Linked DNA regions of Mus musculus: region 2 is linked to region 1. The links are chromatin contacts, called in public ChIA-PET maps. All regions are on one chromosome and are shown on one strand. Each heading gives the region's core, a stretch centred on a gene start, on an enhancer-like site or on the middle of the called end of the contact. The rest is flanking DNA. Distances are from core to core; before and after follow the strand shown.

Region 1 (2,700 bases), core at 68-2,567:
TAGCCCCATGCAAATTTTAAGTGCATCTTCTTTCATTAAATTCCATTAATTTCTTTAAATTGTGTGTGTGTGAGAGAGAGAGAGAGAGTGAGCGAGAGAGAGAGAGAGTGAGCGAGAGAGAGAGAGAGAGAGAGAGAGAGAGAGAGAGAGCGTTAGAAAGCACCTGTCTGTTTCCCATGGGATCTAACAGGACACATTTTCCCTCTTTCTCTTTAATTCTGAAGGTTCCTTTCTATGAGGAGTGCTTTCCACACAGTGACCAGTGCACCCCCACACTCCCCAAAGGGCACTTGAAGGCCAACTTCAAAACTGAGTGTTTCTGTGTGTCTCCACTCCAGGGATTAGCACGAGCATCTCTTCTGCTCACGAACATTAGGAACATACCAGAATCCAAGGCTGGATTGAGAGCCAGACTCCTCTGACAGTCATCAGTTTTGAACATGCGACATTGAACAATCATGGACGTATTATGTGTGCCACGCCTACTTTACTAGGACATCCCAATGGCATGGACAGTTGAAGCTTTAAAGGTCTGAGCCAATGTAGTGTTCCCAGTTAACGACACTTCTGGACCTACAGATGGCTGACTGTAAAGTAGCGGTTTTTTAATCGACTTACCTAAACTTTAAATCTTTTTTAAAAAGTGAAACTATATCCATAAAATAACCCAAAACTTATAAATCTCTTCTTAAAACTCACAGATAAAATAAACACCTGCCTTCGGGGTGCTGCTTAGCATGGAAGAACACCACGTGGAAGCAAAGCAAAAAGAACCAGAGGAAGACACACAGGCATGCTTCACAGCCAGGATACTTTACAGCCAGGATACTAGAGCAAGCAATGCAATTTTCCCAAATTACAATCCTGCCCTTGGCTGTGACAGCTGGTTATAGCATTTCCAGAAACGCTCAACGAGAACAACTCATTATTCCATGAATCCATTGTATCCCCAACCAGTTCTCGCAGAGGATTCTCTGGGTCCAGAAACACTCAACGAGAACAACTCATTATTCCATGAATCCACTGTATCCCCAACCAGTTCTTGCAGAGGATTCTCTGGGTCCAGAAACACTCAACGAGAACAACTCATTATTCCATGAATCCACTGTATCCCCAACCAGTTCTCGCAGAGGATTCTCTGGGTCCAGAAGCCAAAGAAATACTGCTGAATGAATATAATCTCACTCTATCGTGTCGTAATCATCCCAGTCCCAGACACTTCCATTCTCATGCAGGCTCTGCATATTAGCCTGCTGAGCATCCATCCTGTCTACTGACAAGAGCAAGCTCTACGCTGTGGTTTCTCAACCACCAGTCACCCAAGCCTGGCCTGGACCAAAAGCATAAACAGAGGCGAAGAACCACGATGCTTCTTCCTCTTCACACATCTGGGTCGTTTCGGAAGGAGTGAGATCATTTTAAGAGTATGTGGAAACTGGGTCCTGTCTTCAGTCTTCAACAAGAGGCAAGCTATGTCCCTTCCCTGGATCTCCTTGGGGTTAAGAGGGAGAGTAAGTCCTGGTGTAAGCAATCTTTGCTCAAGCCGCATTGATTGACTAAATCCAGGGCAAAGACAAAAGATCAGAAGGACAGGATTGACAGTGTACAGGCCATCAGAGCTGGGTGTGACTGCGTGGGTGTGACTCAGCTCGCTTGTCATGAAGGGAAGCAAGTGGGATGGCACACCTGACAGAGTGAGGGGGAGAACAGCCTGGTGTGCACGCCTGTGCTTGGAAGAGATGATACTGACAGGATACAGTGGGCAAAATGCAGCTGTCTGTGGAACGGCCTTATGATTTGTCATGGAACTTGTGGTTGCATTTGTATATTCTGTTCCGTGAATGGGCTTGCCAGTTTCAAGACTGTTCTAACCAAGTTCCTTAAAAAAAAAAAAAAAAAAAACCTTATTTAAAATCCCAACCTAATATGATGTAATAGTATGCCTACATTCTCTCTTTTGGATTAAAAGGATGTATGTGGGTTTGTATGTGTATGTATGTATGTATGTAAGTAAGTATGTATGTATGTATGTGTGTGTGTATGTATGTGTATGTATGTATGTATGTATGTATGTATGTATGTATGTATGAATGTATTTGATTAGGCTTCCCTTTCTTTGTTACCCTAGTAATTCAATCATTGAAAAATTCTTTATGAAATGTAATATCTAGGCTTCAAGGAGAGAAAATGGAAAGTCAATGTATGGACCCCAGTGAGGAAACTTAGATCCAAGTTCTCAGCACGTTCATTACATTACATGCCAGCCTAAAATGTGCCAAGGTCAAGTTGAGGCTTGCAATTTTTCTGTTCTGGTTCGATCAAAGGCAGTACTTTCAACCACTTCCAGTAGCTCATGTATAAATACTTGATTACACAAGAGCTTATATGGGAGGAGCCTCAAATCCTTAGTCCCACTTCCTAAGAAAGTAGTCACTCACAGTCTCTGATGTTTATGTACTTAATGAGAAGCCAGTGCTTACATGAGCAGTACCCTCAAAGGTCCAGGCTCTGTGGTTGCTTTCTAGTCATGTGATTTCAGTTTACCTATACCATGAATGATTATACACTGCATGATGTTGTGAATATCATTAGTATGGTGCTACTTCTGTTTGGTTCGGATAAATAATTTTGTGAAGATTTACCATATTTACCTGACAGAATAGTTAAGGTTACTTTGTGGTTATTAATTCTCTGCATACA
Region 2 (3,093 bases), core at 497-2,996, 120 kb after region 1:
TTTCTACAATATGGTGACTTGGGTGCCTAGAGAATCTGACTAATCGATGAACTCACCCCCGCACACAAAAATGTACACAATTAAAAATAATAATTTCAGTTCCTGCGTGGTCTCTAGGAGACGCCAAATTCAGATTAGGAATCACTTCTCTGTGCTCTCCTGGATGCGTCTGAGGGCCTTTATCAACCGAGAATATGATGCTTCACCGTTACTCCTGAAGACAAGGGTAGGGTTAATTTCTAAAGTGGGGATAAACTTTTGAGTAACCCTGGAAATAGTCTTCTTCATAGTGTCTTGATATTTAAAACATCCTAGAGAGAGCAAACACATTCCCCAGTGGTAACCATATTGGAAAGTAAGATCGTATTGAGTCATGAAGCCAAGGGAGACCTAGCATTTCAGGAAGACAATGAACAACTGTGGCCAAGGTGCCTAAGAGTTACGTGTCCCCTGCACCTATTTCCTCCTGTTTCCTTTCAGTAAAAGAAACCACTAACAGGACTCATGGCCACGTTTATAGGTAGGTACTACATTTTCTAGGCTCCTTTGCAGATAGATGTGGTTGTATGGCTGAGATCAAGTCAGGATTGTGAGAAAAAAAAGAGATGTAGGCAAATCCTAGATGAGTGTGTACCCTTCCGGTCTCATTTCCCAGCTTCCATGGACTTCAATGTGGACCTGGAAGTGGCTCAACATCAGTCAAGGACATGGGGCAGGGTTTTGAGGAACATTGAGGGACCCGAGGAGGGGAATGTGTATCTCCATATGATTTCATGGAGTGGATCAGCCTACCTGAGATGGGTAGCCGCCACCTCTAGCTCCCTTGTGAAAGAAAGAAATTAGCTTCTCTGGAATCATTGTGTGTAGGGATCCCTTTAGTACTCTAGACAGCACTACAACGAAGTCACACATCAGAAAAGATGACAGAGAAATCATATGGAGCTGAAGGGTGGGCGACTGATTGTTTCAGGTATAAGACTGGACCAGAAACCTGAAAGTAAGTTACAGAGCTAATCTTTCTACCCTCCATCTCTTAAGAGCACCATGGGTTCTAGAACAGTGGAGCACAAGTGTAATATGTCCCCAGGGTAATTGCCTTATAATGGCCAGGTTATAAAATAAGTACATAGACAAATCGCGAGGCTACTATCCCAACATGTGTCAAAAAAGAAAATGAAACTGGAAAAGTGGCTGAAAGGCTCTGCCTCACACAGAATGGTCAGGAGAATACCAAAGCAAAGTTGTAGCTGAGAAAAACTATATGAAAAATGATTAAGGCTAAAATTATAACAAGATCCTGGATGAGGGCATCAGGCAAAGGGAACGGCAAATATGGAGCCCTGGAGGAAGCAATACCCTTATTCAAGGCAAGCATCTCAATACCCCATTCCAATAATGCTCTATTTTGATAGAGTGATTTAAATTTTCAGACAGAAAAAAAAATCCCCTCAAATTCATTTCATGAGTAATTTCACTTCCCTGGCAGCTAGCAGGATAGTATTACCAGATGAAAGCTTACATGGAGAACCAATTAATTTATCAAGTAAGATTTCTTTTTTTGGCCTGAGTTGTTCTGGACACTACCAAACTATATGATTGATCTTCTCCTGCTAGACAGGTTTGCCATCAGCACATACCCACTTCTCAGCACACACTCACTTCCTCTTAGCACATACCCACTTCCTCTCAGAGCACACCCACTTCTTCTCAGCGCATGCCTACCTTCTGTCAGCACATAACCACTTCCTCTCAGAGTACACCTACTTCCTCTCAACACAAACCCACTTTCTCTCAGAGCACCACCTCTTCCTCTTAGTACCTGCCCATTTCCTTTCAGCACACACCTACTTCCTCTTAGTGCATCTCCATTTCCTCTCAGAATACATTCTCTTTCCTCTCAGAGTATACTCACTTCTTAGCACATACTCGCTTCTTCTCAGCGCCTACCTATTTCCTGTCAGCACATGCCCACTTCCTCTCAGTACATACCTACTTCTTCCCAGCACATACCTCTTTTCTCTCAAATTATATCCACTTTCACTCAAATTTATTTCCTATTACAAGCATATAGCTTGCAACTGAGGGTGATTAGTCAATGGTTTATGTTTGGAAACTTAACCATGGCAATATGTATGTTCTTAACAAAACATGTCAATTTTTAACGAGTGTCCTGAAGAAGTTAAAAAGTCACTCTGGGTGTGGGTGGTTTCATGGAGTCATGTGATGAGAACATTTAGAAGGAGCAGGTCTTTTGATGGCCTCCATGAAACAAAAAACAGTAGGAAGGAAGGAAAAAAATGTATAGTAACACAGTGCTTCCCTTTATGATGAAGATCATGCGAAACAGGACTGGAGAGATGCTTCAGCAGTTAAGAGCTCTTGCTGCTCTTCCAGAGGACCCACCAGGCAGCTCACAGCTGTCTGCAACTTCAGCTGCAAGGGACCTAATGCCTTTGATCTCCAAGGGTAGTATCACTAGTGTGCACATGCTCACACACACACACACACACATGCATGCATACACACATACATGCACACACATCTACACATAATTGAAAATATATCATTTTAAAATTCGTAGCAGAAATCTGAACCTGGGCTACACAAATGAAGTGAATGCATATGTATGATGTCATTTATTGTTTGTATCCTGTATATCAATTATTAAGATTTTTTTATCCAATTATTTTTGCTAGAGGAGGGGCGTAATTATGTTTCTGTGTCTAAAATTATTGTCCAATAAAGAAACCATCAAAGGGCATATAGCCAACATGGATAATGAAAATAATATCATAGAGGAAGTTAAAGAAATTAAGAAAAAACATTATGTACATTTTCAGGATTTTTGTCACATTGGTAGCATATATTGCCTTTATAAACATATTTTTAAAAGATTTATTTATTTGTTTGTTTGTTTGTTTTATGTATGAGTACACTGTAGCTGTCTTTAGATACACCAGCAGAGGGCATCAGATCCCAGAGCAGATATTTGTGAGCCATCATATGGTTGCTGGGAATTGAACTCAAGTCCTCTGGAAGAGCAGGCAGTGCTCTTAACTGCTGAGCCATCTCTCTAGCCCATAAACATAATTT

Evidence for each region. ChIA-PET counts read pairs in DNA pulled down with a chosen protein or histone mark.
Region 2: a contact with region 1 is called in an RNA polymerase II ChIA-PET map of memory CD8 T cells, with 2.8 times the contacts expected there. The contact joins two enhancer-like sites. A contact is called at or near these places in 4 of 484 Hi-C or Micro-C datasets (CD8 T cells, conventional dendritic cells, conventional type 1 dendritic cells and 1 more), 1 of 115 datasets of contacts at active chromatin or transcription factors (memory CD8 T cells) and 2 of 9 other capture datasets (adipose tissue and pancreatic islet).

Annotation. Positions count from the first base shown.
Region 1 is chr10:8,413,899-8,416,598 of GRCm38.p6, forward strand. The region is part of intron 1 of Ust (uronyl-2-sulfotransferase); the gene reads right to left. Among named protein-coding and RNA genes, the nearest start is that of Ust, 100 kb to the right of the region's middle. Within about 2 kb of position 1,318, at least 28 of the 459 cell types and tissues checked have an H3K27ac peak or open chromatin away from gene starts, as enhancers often do. A contact at or near this core is called in CD8 T cells and memory CD8 T cells, where this site is marked.
Region 2 is chr10:8,533,880-8,536,972 of GRCm38.p6, forward strand. No RefSeq gene overlaps it. Among named protein-coding and RNA genes, the nearest start is that of Ust, 17 kb to the left of the region's middle. Within about 2 kb of position 1,747, at least 26 of the 459 cell types and tissues checked have an H3K27ac peak or open chromatin away from gene starts, as enhancers often do. A contact at or near this core is called in CD8 T cells and memory CD8 T cells, where this site is marked.